Linked DNA regions of Muntiacus reevesi: region 2 is linked to region 1. A link is a contact called in public Hi-C data. All regions are on one chromosome and are shown on one strand. The core of a region is the stretch at or near the end of the contact, and the rest is flanking DNA. Distances in the headings are between cores, read along the strand shown. Region 1 holds the start of PIK3CB (phosphatidylinositol-4,5-bisphosphate 3-kinase catalytic subunit beta). Region 2 holds the start of CEP70 (centrosomal protein 70).

Region 1 (6,945 bases), core at 2,880-5,379:
GTAAGTCTTTTCACCTCAAAGGGCTTAGATTTCTCTCTGTGTAAGATGAGTATGGTACACGATATAATTTCTGAGTTCCCCAAGCTCCAAGCTCTAAAATTCTAAGAAAATTAATTCTCAGATATTCTGCTGGTGGGAATGTAAAGGGTACATTTCACAGACAGGGCAATTTGGCAATATCTTTCAAAATTACAAATACTGATACCTATTGACCCAATAATTCTACTTCCAGGGATTTATTCTGTAGTTACACTTGCATATGCACAAAATGATATAGATTCAAGGTTGTTCATTACAGCATTATTTGTACATCCAAAGACTGGAAATAGTCTAAAAATATCCATCAATAAGGGACCATTTAAATATAGCGTATATCCTTACAATGGAACATTATACAAGAAAATAGAATGCAGATACAATGAAAATCAGCAAAATACAGTTACATGTAGTAGTGTATGAATATCAAAACAATGTAGAGGAAATGTAGAGCAAAAGAAGCCAAACTCAAAAGAAGCATACACTGTATGAATCTATTTAATTAAAGTTCAAAAACAGGAAATAGGAATCTCTAGTGATAGCAGCAGCAGCAGTGATAGAAACTGGGACTGTAGTTACCCCGGGAGAGAGGCAGTGACTGAAAGGGATCGCAGTGTGTTCTGAGATATTTTGTCATGCTCTCTATTGATTTGAGAAGTTGTTATACAGGTGTGTTCTTGTGAAAATTTTATGATGTGGGCAGTTTTTTTTTGTATTCTATATAGCAGTAAAATTGTAAAAGAATACATAAACTCTATAAGCACTGATATGAAACAACCTGCTAGATATTATGTGAAAAAAAAAAAAAGCATGAATCAAACACTTCCATAGGTGTGAAAAAATGGGGAAGTATACCTGTACTTGGTTATATATTCATACAATACGTTCAGAAAGATGCTCAAGAAACTGACAACTTTGGTTGTATGTGAAGAGAGATTCATAGCCGAGACTTCTACTGTGTGTTCTGTTGTACATTATAAAATGTATAAAGTTCCGTTGTATTATAAAATGAAAAGCACTCAAATTTTAAAGAGAAAAATGAATTTTTTGTGAGCCTAAGAAATACTCAGAAGTAAGGAAATACTCATAAGCAAGAAAAAGGAAAATACGGGTGAAACACTTCCCAAAACACCAAAAGATCATAAACTGAACATATAACTCAATACTCAGTAGTGGGGAAGTGGGGGTCATGTAGAACATTTGAATCTTCTAAAAACTGGAGAGAACTTTTTCTTTAGGTTCACAACTTTAATCATGGCTTAAAAACTAGACACAAGTTGCTTTTTTCCTTTAAAGCTCTACTTATTAAAGGAATAAGATAAAACATACAATGGTTTTAACAGTAAGATATCAAATACCTTTAAAAGAAAAGATAACTCCCTCCCACCTAACCCTTCTTCTTCAGTCCTCTGAACTATCCAATGTGATCAGCTTAGTCTGAAGTTTTCCACCCCTTTTACGATGGCCACATGAATATATCTATAAATGGTCAGCAATATACTAATAGGACCATAGCATTCTTTATCACTCTTCAGTTTGCATTTTCCACTTTAGCAATATATCATGGGCATCCCTCTGGGTCAATATAGATAGGTGTAACTTATTTTCAATGCTGATAATATTGCATAGAAGGGAGACAGTACAATTGGTTCGTGTATTCCACTACCTGTGGACAATCACATTGTTCTTAGTTTGTGTTTCTTTTGCACTTCAAGTAACACAATAAGCATCTGTATTAATTTCCTTTGGCAACTTTAACAATTACCACAAACTGGGTGGCTTAAAACAACAGAGATTTATTCTCTCCAGTTTTTGGAGTTCCAAAGTCTGAAATCAAGGTGTTAGCTCTGAGGATCTGTTCTGTGGTCTTCTCCTAGCTTCTGGAAGATGCCTGCAATCCTTGGCATTCTTTAGCTTTTATGTGCATTACTCCAATTCTACCTCATTCTTTACATCCCCTTTAACTCTGGGTCTCTATCTCAAATCTTTCTCTTGAAAGGATGACTGTCATTGAATTTAGGACCCACTCCAAATTTGGATGATCTCATTTCAAGATCCTTCACTCCTTAATTACATCTGCAAAGATCCTTTCTCCAGAAAGGCTATGTTTCCAGGTTCCTGTGGACACATTTTTTGGAGGGTCAACATTCAACCTGCCACAGCATCCTTGGATCCATCCTTGCAACTAGTATTTTCCTTAATTTTTCAATAGGGTGGAGCTAATGTATTTCTTGGTCCTTGAATAAGTATTATGTATTTAAATTTCAATAGATTACACTTAGAAAGTTTGTGGCAATTTACACTCCCATCAGAGCTTGTTTCTCCAAGTATTATTGATTGGTCTTGTTAATGTTGGCCAATCTAATGAGTGAAAAATGGATTACTGTTTTAATTTGCTTTACCACGAATACTAGTGAAATAAGCATTTTTTTTTTTTCAATAAGCATCTTTTTAATGAATCATTTGGATCTTCTCATCCATTACTTGCCTGTTTATACTTGTTGCCTGTATTATAAAAAGACTTCCCTGATAGCTCAGTTGGTAAAGAATCTGCCTGAGATGCAGGAGACCCTGGTTTGATCCCTGGGTTGGGAAGATCCCCTGCAGACAAGAAAGGCTACCCAGTCCAGTATTCTGGCCTAGAGAATTTCATGGGCTGTATAGTCCATGGGGTTGCAAAGAGTCAGACACCACTGAGAAACTTTCACTTCACTTCACTTCAAGTGGACTTTTAAAAAGCCAAATTTTCTTTTATTCAAAGTCACTCAGCCTTTCCCTTCTCCAGTGATCCTCCCAAACAAGGGATCGAACAGGTCTCCAGCATTGCAGTTGGATTCCTTACCAGTTGAGCCACAAGATAAGCCCAAGAACACAGGAATGGGTTAGCCTATCCACTTAGAGTGACTCACCTATGTTAGAGATATAGTGTGTTTGCCATGTTTAGTGCAGTTCTACTCCATCTATTTATTTCTTTTATAAAAAACTTGTCTTAGTGTGATGTCATGCAAAACTTGCAAAGTATTTATGTATTTTTTTTGGAGGGGCGGAAATAAGTCTGGGTTTCCCGTCTTAACGTTTCCCCTCACTATAGTTATATTACTATTCTTTAAAAAATTTCTTTTGTTTGTTCTGTATATTTTTATGTCTATCTCTTCTGGAACCTAATTTTTGAATATGGCAAGGCTCTAGATTTGACTACTTATGAAGAAATTAAATCAGGATCACTGATCAAATAAACTATTCTTTTATCACTGGCTTGTATGTCACCTTTGCTTTATATTACGTTTACTTGAGATTTCATCCCAAACTACTGTACTGTTTACCTGAGCTATTACACAACTTTACAACAGAGTGCCTTAACTGTAAGCTAAAATTTTGGTTTTCATTAAAAGAAATTCAACTGAGCCACTAAGAAAGAGAACCATGAAATTTCCCAGTTGAGGTCAAAAGATAACAGGAGATAAGGTATGCGAACAGAGCTGGGTAAACTGTAAGGCTCTGCAGATAAACGCTGGTTGTTATCGCAAAAAATAAGCACACAGAAAAAGAATCTTGGGCTTGAAAGGCTGAACTTTTTGGCTTTGATGGCCAATTCAGGGATTGAAGGGTCAGCGCCTGGGAGGCCGACCTAACAGCCCCACCCGTAGAACAGGAGTGACAGAGCCGGAGAAGGAAAAGCAAAGTGCGTACCCAGGAACCTAGTAATCGGTTCAAAGTCGCAGAACTGGGGACAGCGATTGAGAAGAGAAAGCCGGCAAGTAAACGTAGGAACAGAGGAATCTCTCGGAGGCGGCTGCGAGGGTCGAGGGAGGTGTGGGTCTCTCCAGAAAGTAGCTTGCTGGGAATTCCCGATCCCGAATCCTCCCAGAGCTGCAAACAGAAGAACTGCCACACAGCACCACCGCCGCAGGGCGGGCAGCGGTGGAGAAAGAGGCGCGGGTTCCGCCTAACTCCCCTCCCAGCTGGGACCGGCGCGGCAGGGCCCGGACCGCAGATCGGGGATTGGCCGGAGCGGCGCGCGGGGCGGGGCGAGGGCAGCTGGGAGGTGGGGCGGGGAGGCGAGCGCGCGCGCGCGCGGGCACAGCGGCGGCGCGCGCGTGCTCCGTCGGTCGGTACGGCGGCGGCGGAGCTTGCCATGGCAGTGGGCGGCGGGCTGGTGTAGCGCCGAGCGGTCAGGCGGTCGGCGATTGAGAGAGACTGGGATGGGGGCGCCGCAGCTGGAATGTTGCGGCGGCCTGGTCTGCTGACCGCGCACCGGGAGCTGAGAGCGGGCGGCGGCGGCGGCGGAGCGCTGAGCAGGTGAGTGCAGCGGCGCGGGACCCGGATGCGGCACGGCTGAGGCGCGGCGCGGTCGCGGCGGGCCTCTGAGGTACTCCCGCGCGGGCGGCGGGCGCGCTCTTGCCCGCCACAGCCTGCGGCGCCGGCGAATGGGATGCCCGCGCCACGCTTCCTGCTGGCGCCGAGGACACCCGCCCGCCGGCCCGTGGGGGCGCCTGGCTCGCCTGCGGCCTCCCGGGCTTTCCAAGGTGAGCGGCGCTCCCCGGCCTCCGGGCGGCAGGGACGGGGCCGGGCGCCCCAGGCTGCCGGCGATTTGAGTCGCTTTGCTGAGGGGCGTCTGCGGAGAGGCGGCGTCCTCTCCCGCTGCGTCTCTGCGGACACCCGCGAGCTGCCGACTCTCAGATACCTTTTTGCGCAGTGTATTTTAGGGGCGGGGATCATGGACTGTTGGGATAGGGTCGTGTTTTCAGATCCCAGAGCCGCTGGTGACCAGTCCTGGGGCCTTGGGTCTGAGTATCCGGATTTGTTGGTGGGAATAATTACACGTACTTCACCTGGGTTGTTGTGAAGCAAGCACAGGATGATGTGCGTGACCGAACAGCAAGTGCTGGATCAGTGGGTGGCTATCAGGAGTAACTCTGCTGAAGCATCTTACCTTGTTAACTGTTCCTGATACCTGGTTGCTGGTGTACTTTTGGGGTGCACGCCTATTTTCGAAGTGTTTTGATGCTGCAGTAACCTCCACTGAAGTTGCTTAATATTGGAGCCTGTTATCTTAATAGTAGCCAAGATCGTGGAGTCTCTTTTTTTTTTTGCGAAGGCTTTCTTGGAATACCTGTCTCAGGTACTGAATGGGAATTGCTGCTGAAATAAAATTGAGCGAATTTACTATTCTCTTCGGATGCAAGATGGTGGGACACATTAAACTTGAAGTGCTTTGCTGTTTAAAATCTTAAGTGCCACTTAAACTGTCACTTGTTACAGAGTATAAACAGAAGAATATGGAAACAGACTCCTTTTTCTGCATTGCTACATACACGAAGGGAGTGACAAGTGGTTTTGTAAACATCATTGTGGGCAGTGTTACTGTCTGGTGAAGTCATCATAATTAAATTAGATGAGTACTTATTTTGGAGCACTGAATGGATGTTTGAAAATATGAGTCCTAATAAAATCATTGCCAACGAGTCAGAATTCTCAGCAGTTCATTAATCATTTGGGGATTTTTAGGTTACACTGTTAAGATTTTTATGGTAAAAGCAGAACTGCTTAAGTCATGATAATGTAGAATAGGAGAGGGTGGTCAGGATAAAGATCTTAACTTAGTTTCAGAAGGCAAGTGTGGAACAAAGTTAAAATCTTAAACTTTAGAACTGAAATTGTATTCACCAAAGCAAAAAGGCTGAAACCGAAAACTTTGTTGTACAATCTCTGATTCCCATCCTATTGAGGGTCTTCTGCCTTCACAGAGTTTTTTAGAGGTGGAGAAAATTGATTTGGGTTTTATTTCCATTTTGCACTTCTTGTCTGTATTTCCTACTTTTCTTAGAGACTCATCCAGAAAGGTTTTTGATCCAACTTGCTTTGTGACTGTAAACATAATATATAGAAAAAAATTAAAATTAACCTTGTAATCTAAATTATGTACTTCCTTGTAGTCTAATTGTTGTTCTTCCTAAATTAAGACCTTCCCTGTTTCACTGGTGAACCGAACAGTAAAAGCACTACTAGTCACTGAGAAAAGGCTGGGTCGAAAGTCACATCTTGGTTCTTAGGGCTGATTATTGTTTAGTTGCTAAGTTGACTCTTTATGACCCCTTGGACTGTAGCCCGCCAGGCTCCTCTGTCCCTGGGATTTTCTGGGTAAAAATACTAGAGTAGGTTGTCATTTCTTTCTCCAGGGTATCTTCCCAACCCAGGGATTGAACCGACGTCTCTTGCATTAGCAGACATTGGTAGGCAGATTCTTTACAACTGAGCCACCAGGGAAGACTGGTTCTGGGTCCCAAATAGCTGGGACTTTGGGATGCCACCTGTTTTCTTGGGCCTCAGTTGTTTTGTTTATAGAATTTGAGAGTCTCTGTGGCCAGGAGTTGGGAGGGTTGTGGTTCGTTAGAGAATCATTATATAAAGAAATCTTCAGGGTACTACACTTTTATGGTTTTCTTTCTCTTTATCTCTTCTGTTGACTTTTTCTTCTCTTACTGAATTCTGAATATCCTAATGCCTCAGGGCATCCAAGTCCATCTCTCTCTTTTTTTCCACCTGTATTCTCTCTGGGTGATCTCATCCTGTCTGGTGGTTTAAATACTACCACTGTGCTGTGGACTCTTCAGATTTTTATCTCCAGCCCTGACCTTCAATTTCTTCTACCTGCCTATATATCTACACTCCATTTGTCTATATTAAATTTGACATGTTCAAAGTGGAGCTCTTGATTTTCATTCTTCAATCTATTCCTTCTCCAGCAGTCTGGATTTCATAAGAGCACTTGTCTGTCTCCTCTTCCGTCTACTTAAGTGAAAAATCTGGTGGTCATTCTTTCTTTTCTTTCTTAAATTTTGGCTGCCCTGAGTCGTCATTGTGGCTCAAAGGCTTCTCTAGTTGCAGCTCTCTAGTTGTGGCATGCTG
Region 2 (6,945 bases), core at 2,763-5,262, 230 kb after region 1:
TCTAATTGCTAATATAGGCTGTAAATTCTACTGGGAAGTCCAAGCACAGAGGAAAGCAGTCCGGTGAAATGAAGACAGGCTTTGGATCTCAGCTTAAATGTCACTTCTTCAGAGAGGTCTCCTGCACATAACCCTCATCTTTTCCTGCATAGCAGGTATTATAATAGCATGCTTATTTGTATTTGTTCCATATTTCTCTCCTCAACTATACTGTAAGCTCCACGTGGGTAGGAACTTCATCTGGTTTACTCACCACCATATACATAACAGTATCAAGTTGAATCTGCAATACATAACAGTTGCATAATAAGTTTCTGTAAATGAACAAATGTTAAATGACTGTTTGAGCTATTTGAATCCTCGTGGGTAGATGAGGCCCATGGAAGACTCTTGAGACCAGCGCAGCAGGACACCGAGCTAAAGACTGAACTTGTGTGTAGAGTCCTCTCCTTTGCTGGCAAACAGAAGAGCTAGAAAGGCCTTCGGGCTCATAAGAAGGAATTCCTTTGGAGCACATGTTATAGAGCTTCCTTCCCTCTACTTGCTACATACAAAATCCAGGAGCAAATAGAGAGGGGTTGTTATTGTTAGTAATTAGAAAATAATCAGTCTTTTTGTGCTTTGAAAATTGTGAAGGATACTGGTGATCCTCCATCTAGTGTCCATTTTCCTCTCGATCCTTATAAGACTCCAGTTTTACCCACGTAGCCATGCTTCCGCCTTACAACCCATGTGACTCAAGGAGCACCCATCCCACTGCTAATTCCAATTATGCTAACTCCTCTCCCTTCCGGAACTCGGGCTTAAATCATCTGTAAGTCTGCCAGGCAGTTACTGATTGGAGGCAGAGTATGTGCCTAAGTGACCTAACTGGCTCAAAAAAATCAGAAGTAAAGATTTCAGATGGAAAAGGAAGCATGTGGTCCTGATTGCTCCTGGTAGACATCTGGACCAGCACTTTCATTTTAATTTGAAACTTACTATGTTTGCAGCAGAACAGAGGGAAAACTCTTCCTTGATAATTTGATAAACTTGATAGCCTTTACTTTCCAATAACTTGCCCTTGATAGCTTGTTGAACCACTGAGTCAACCTAGTCCAAAGTCTGTGTTGCCTCTGGATGACAGTTGTATGAGATAACAATTTTCTTATTGCTTAAGAAGACAGTTTCATTCAGTGTTCTATTTATAACTCAAATAATCCTAATTGACCAATAATATTTGGCTTCCTACCTATATTAAGCAGCGACACTCAGAAAAGTGGGTAAGTCCCCAGATTACCCTGGAAAAGTCAAGAAGTGAGATTCTTTGTGTTCCAAGTGTTGAAGATGAAAATTTGTCAACCATTGCTAGTGTAAGTAGCTGAGTATGGAATGGGCAGGGGGCAGTGTTGAGGTGAGGACATGTTTCCATGGGCAGACAGATACAGAGATCAAACTCACAGTGGCTCCAGCTGCCTGGAAGAAGGCTGAGTATGGGCCTGAAAGTTGAACCCTAAAAGCTGTGACTCTGAGACCTCCTTGTGAGAGAGACACCGTGACTTTTGCCCTCCATGGGAGATCCCTGTTGGCTATTGTGGGACCTGTTATGCTACAGACCTGCAATCCTTTGAGCAATTGGAAGGTACAGGTTGTCAACAGTGCCATCATGTGGCTACAAGGTGCAATGACAATGGCTGCCAGACCTCCCCTTCAGGTGTATGGCAACTGAGTTTTTACCTTGGGAATTTCTGGGTTGCTTAACCTGCCATGAGTTTTTGAAAAAGGTAGACAGGGGCCCTATTTGTAGATTCTGAATTTATTAAAGTGATCATTAGAGGATTTATGTAATTTCCTTTCATGGAAAAAAAGGAGTATTTGTACCCTGTGGAGTGAATTTTTTTTTCCATTTTAGTTTTTACCTCTATATCAGGATGCAAGAAAGTTAGGCTTGAAAATTCCCAAGCAAAAGCCTTTCCACTTTATACTTCTTTTGAAAACTCATCTATGATTCCCCGTCACCTCCAGGACAAAGTCCCAGCTCCTTAGTGCATCTGCTTAGGCCTTCTTCCTCTGAGTCTCCAATGACACAACACACCCCTCAGCTTCCTCAGGAAGCCTATTATATTGGCCAATGCTTTGGAAGCTAGATTTTTAGGGAGAGCAGATATGAGCTGTACCAAAGGAGCCCAGATTTCATTACAGAAAAAAAAGTAAGGTTTACTGAGCACTTGTGAACTAGGCATTATAATAACATGTTTTGTTGGAGTTATTAGTTTAATTTGCACGTGAAGTTTTCTGTAAATACCCATAGGAACAGAGTAAAGGGCCAAAGTATGTGATTAAATAGTTAATCCCACTAGGGGATTGAAGGTAAAGGAAAAGTATGGGAGACTCTTGTGAGTCAATGCCCACTCAAGAAAGCAGATTTGCTTAGCAACAAAGCCAGGTAACAGAAGCATGAGACATGTTCCAAAAAATAAAACGATGGTGGCATGAGATATGCATCCTGCCCAGTGAGGTCAGTAAATTAATGATTACTAGGACATTACTAGTATTACTACTATGATTACGCCTCTGCACACACTAAAAACAAAAGTATAAGTGAAAGATGGCATTATACTGAAAGCTGAGATGATTCACCATATTTTAGAATATATTACTGCTTTTTTTCCCTCATTTCCATTGAGCCAGGACAGTACCAGTTAGACCATGTAGGGACAAAATAACTCCCAGCCTGATGTGGAGGAGGAACTGATGACGGAAGCCTGATGTCTACTCAAGAATGAGGAAAAAGGTGTCATTCTCTCCCTCCCCACTTTTCCTTTGATTATAAAACTGTAACCCTGTTAAGCTCTCTGAGCAATACTCCCTTGCCCATCTTCCTTGCAATAAATCGCTTCTTGTCTGTCACTTTTCCTCTGGCTGACTTCCTTCTGCACTAAGACATCAACAACCTTAGACCACCCCCTCCCACCCCACCCTCCTCTGCCCTTGAATACATTTCGTGGTTTCAATGTCTTTCTTATCTGTTTTGTTGGGGAACTCGCCATTCTTCTTATGCATCTCTCTAGGTTTGTAGTGCGAAGGCAATAGCACCCCACTCCAGTACTGGAAAATCCCATGGACAGAGGAGCCTGGTAGGCTGCACTCCATGGGGTCGCTGAGAGTCGGACACGACTGAGCGAGTTCAGTTTCACTTTGCACTTTCATGCAATGGAGAAGGAAATGGCAACCCTCCAGTTTTCTGCCTGGAGAATCCCAGGGACGGGGGAGCCTGGTGGGCTGCCCTCTATGGGGTCGCACAGAGTCGGACACGACAGAAGCGACTTAGCAGCAACAGCAGCAGCAGGTTTGTAGCGATAGTTCCCTACCTTGGCTTGGCTGCACACTGGAATCACCCGGGGGAGCTTTAGCAAACTATTGGCCCATGGGTCTGATTCTGATATACTTGGCCAGGGGTCTGAGCATCCGTTTCAAATTTCCCCAGGTGATTCTAGTGGGCAGCCAGGGTTGAGACTCACTCAAGGAGGAGGAAGAGTTCAGCGACCCAGGCAACCCTCCCTTTCGTTCCGCTCTGTGCCCTGCACACCTTTCTCTAATCAAGCCCACCATACTGCACCGTTAATTGTAGGGTGCATACCTATCCCCCTAACTACACTTTGAACATCTCCAGTCAGCCACTTTTGCATTTCTGGAGCTCGATGTCTGGCCTGACACTTCGTCGAGACTTGGAAAATGCTTCACGGGAGGATAAAATGTCATGAACACACTTATTTGCGCCCTCCAAGTGCCAGGCACTGCAGCGCTCAGCCGGAATCTAGCGAGTGAGAGAGATGGAAGTGCGCAGGCGCAGAGCCCTTCCCCAGCCCAGCACACTGGAGTCTACGCCGAGGGCGAGCCCCGCCCCCAGTCGCGGAGCCAACCAGAAGGCGCGAGGCAGAACCAGCCTCTCCGGGCGGTCAGAGAAAATCGCTGCGGTGTTCCAGCCCGGGCAGAGGCAGATTCCTCGATGAGCTCCTGCTCGATTGGTCGACCTTCCACGGTAGGGTAACGGTCGCAGAGGCGGGGCCGGAGGCAGCTGAGCCGGCCGGGTTGAGCGCGCTGCGGGAGGTAGGCGGCGGCTGAGGAAGGTGAGCGGCGTTCTAGGTTTACCGAGGCGTCGGTCGGAGCCCCCGCCTGAGGAACCCCTACCTGAGGAACCCCGGGAACTGACCTCAACTGCGCCCTGAGAGCGGTCAGACGAGCCGCCTCGGGACTGGTTCGCGCCAATTAAAATGCCAGTATAAAGGCCGAGGGGAGGCGGGTAACCTGATAAACCTGGTTCGAGTCTGGCTTCCCGCCCTTTGTGGTCGTTGACTCCCCTTTTGTAACAACTCAGCGCCTCTGTTTCTTTATTTGTGGAACACAGCTGATAGTTTTTGCCTTACATGGTGATTGAGAAGATTAAATGAGGCAATGAGTGTGAAGCTTGGAGTGATTTTCGGCGCGCCCTGGATTCTGGATAACTAGGTAGTTACTCCATCCCCCCTGGAGAAGGAAATGGCAACCCACTCCATTATTCTTGCCTGGAGACTCTTATGGACGAAGTAGCCTGGTGGTGGTCCACCGGATCGCAAAGAGTCGGACACGACTGAGCGACTTCATTTTCACTTTTTACTCCATCCCCAACAGTTCACCAGAACCGACCCGCTCCACTTTTCAGTGTCAAGGTGTCTGAGGAGGTGGCTTGGCTAGTGAAGACTAGGAATAGAAGGTGGGGGATACGTGAAGGTGTAGATAAATGATTATCTCTTTCTCCGTTTTATTAGGCCCATTTCAGAGTGCGGGGCTCTTTATACAGAGTCTAATTTGATTTTTATTCTGATCAATGAGTTGGAAATAATTGCAAGTCTGAGAGACTTGTAACACACAGGCCAAACAGAAGTGTTTTTTGTACCACTTTATTTTCTAACCATAAGGTTAAACACTGTGCACGCATTATCTATGTTGGTTTCAATCCTCTGTATGAGGTTTTTGTTTTGTTTTTTACTTTTGCTATTGCCAAATAGACTTGAGCCTTGCCCACCCCACCTTGGGGAGGAGGTGGCTGACAAGCGAATGCCACAGCTTTTGCTTAGAGGTGTGTTCTGACCGTTTATGTAACCTCTCCTGGGGCAGAATGATTTGGTCTAGAGGAGATCCAGCCCTAATTTAGATTACTTATTTGCGGTAAATTCAGTTCTTCTTAGGAACGTTAAATAGAGACTTTGAAAGCATTTCATGTTCCATTTATTGCAGTAAAGTGAAATATGTACTTTTGAGAAAGCTAATTACAGATTTTGATGTGACTTGACTTGAGAAAGAACAGCTACCGCCTATGCATTATTTCCACTTTCCTGCCCAAAAGTAGTGAAAAATAAATACATTTTAATGTATGGTGCATGTTATAGGGGCTTCAGACTTATAAAGGGCAAGCTACCAAAGGATTTTTGGTAGACATGGACAGTGCAAGGAGATAGAATTTTGTTTTGCTTCTCTGCATGTATCTTTTTGTGCCATGTATAAATGAACTCCTTCCCTGCAACTGCTATTTCTACAGTCTTACTTTAGGTGTGATATGACACTGATTAAAGCAAGCTTTGGCTTTGGGGAAGCATTGGGTCTCTTCTTCTGACGTAAAGTTCCAGACCTGTGTCTTGTTACAGTTTGTAGTGGGGAGAAGACTGCTGCAAACCATTGGCACATTAATTTCACAGCATGGGCCCCTGAAAAGGAGGGCTTGGTCACAGGTGAAATTGTGATAGTTGTTCTCCCTGCCTTTGCTTTTCATATTCAGTGGTTTTTATCTGAGAGTACTTCTAACAATAAGAATTATTCTGCCTTTGAAACCACAATCAGAATTGATGCTAGACAGTGATAGAGTTGGACACCCAGCTAAATGTTTTAGCACAGCTGGAAGAGGAAAGGTAAGTGGAAGGAAGACACCAGTGAAGGCACTTGGTGGTGACCATCAACGTCCGTTAGCAGTTAATTCTGTGATTCCAGCTTCTGTTTAGTGGTTACCACCAGTACCATAGATGACTGCTCTGGGAATAACACAAGACCTTTCTTACTAGGAGACGAGCATTTTAAGATTTGGATCTCTTATCTTTTTGAAACCTAGATGAAGATCCAGTTTCAGACGTGAGACTCACTGAGTGATCATTTCATTGAGATCAACTTGAATGACAAGGTGAAAAGTGCAAGAGGAATGTGGTATGACTGAGGTATGTCTGATGTGGTAGATAACTCTCTCTGGGAATTGAGAGCCCATGGCAAGAATCTACTAATTATGGAATACTGTACATATATTTCCTTTTGACCTCCTCATAATCCTATCAGGTATTTGAAGCTCCATAAAGGAAACTGAAGCCCAGAGAGGCTAAGTATTTAAGATAACACAGATAGCTCGTCACCAGTTCTAATCACCGCCTCTATCCTGCTGTGTGCCAGGCACTGTTCAATTAGTCCTTTCTATTTTAACTTTTCTAATCTTCCCAAGAACCTATGAGCTAAGTACTTTTATTTTCCTCATTTCATGATAAGGAAATTGAGGCACAGAGATTAGTGGTTTCTTGGTTGCGTGGCAGAAGCACGCTATTCTGGCTCTACCAGCCTTCTTTTGGTTAGTATTTCCTTTACTTTTGGCTTTATTGTTACTTAATGAAGTTTTTTTTTTTTTTTTTTTTTATTAAATAGTGAACTTTTATTATGAAATCAAACAGAAATGAACACACATACTGAATGTATACCTTAACAAATTAAGAGATGATACCACCTAGGTCAGGGTAGAGAACCATGCTAGCCATGCTAAGACTGGTCTATCCCAATTACAACTACTTCTGTACTCCCATTAGTACATTCTTCTGACTTTTACAGTAATTTCCTCCTTGTGTTAAAAAACAAAGTTTTTTCCTAAATCTGTATTCTTCAGCATTATAGTGTACC

What was found. A called contact is a pair of places that touch in the nucleus more often than the background predicts.
Region 2: a Hi-C map of muscle shows a contact between it and region 1, with 7 times the contacts expected there. The contact joins the promoter of CEP70 here to the promoter of PIK3CB in region 1. A contact is called at or near these places in 2 of 3 Hi-C or Micro-C datasets (blood and muscle).

What each region holds. Positions count from the first base shown.
Region 1 is chr8:10,463,357-10,470,301 of mMunRee1.1, forward strand. PIK3CB (phosphatidylinositol-4,5-bisphosphate 3-kinase catalytic subunit beta) reads left to right here and starts at 4,130. Exons shown (of 24, transcript XM_065942782.1): 1 at 4,130-4,335.
Region 2 is chr8:10,695,716-10,702,660 of mMunRee1.1, forward strand. It overlaps CEP70 (centrosomal protein 70), which reads left to right and starts at 4,013. Exons shown (of 17, transcript XM_065942892.1): 1 at 4,013-4,109; 2 at 6,122-6,224.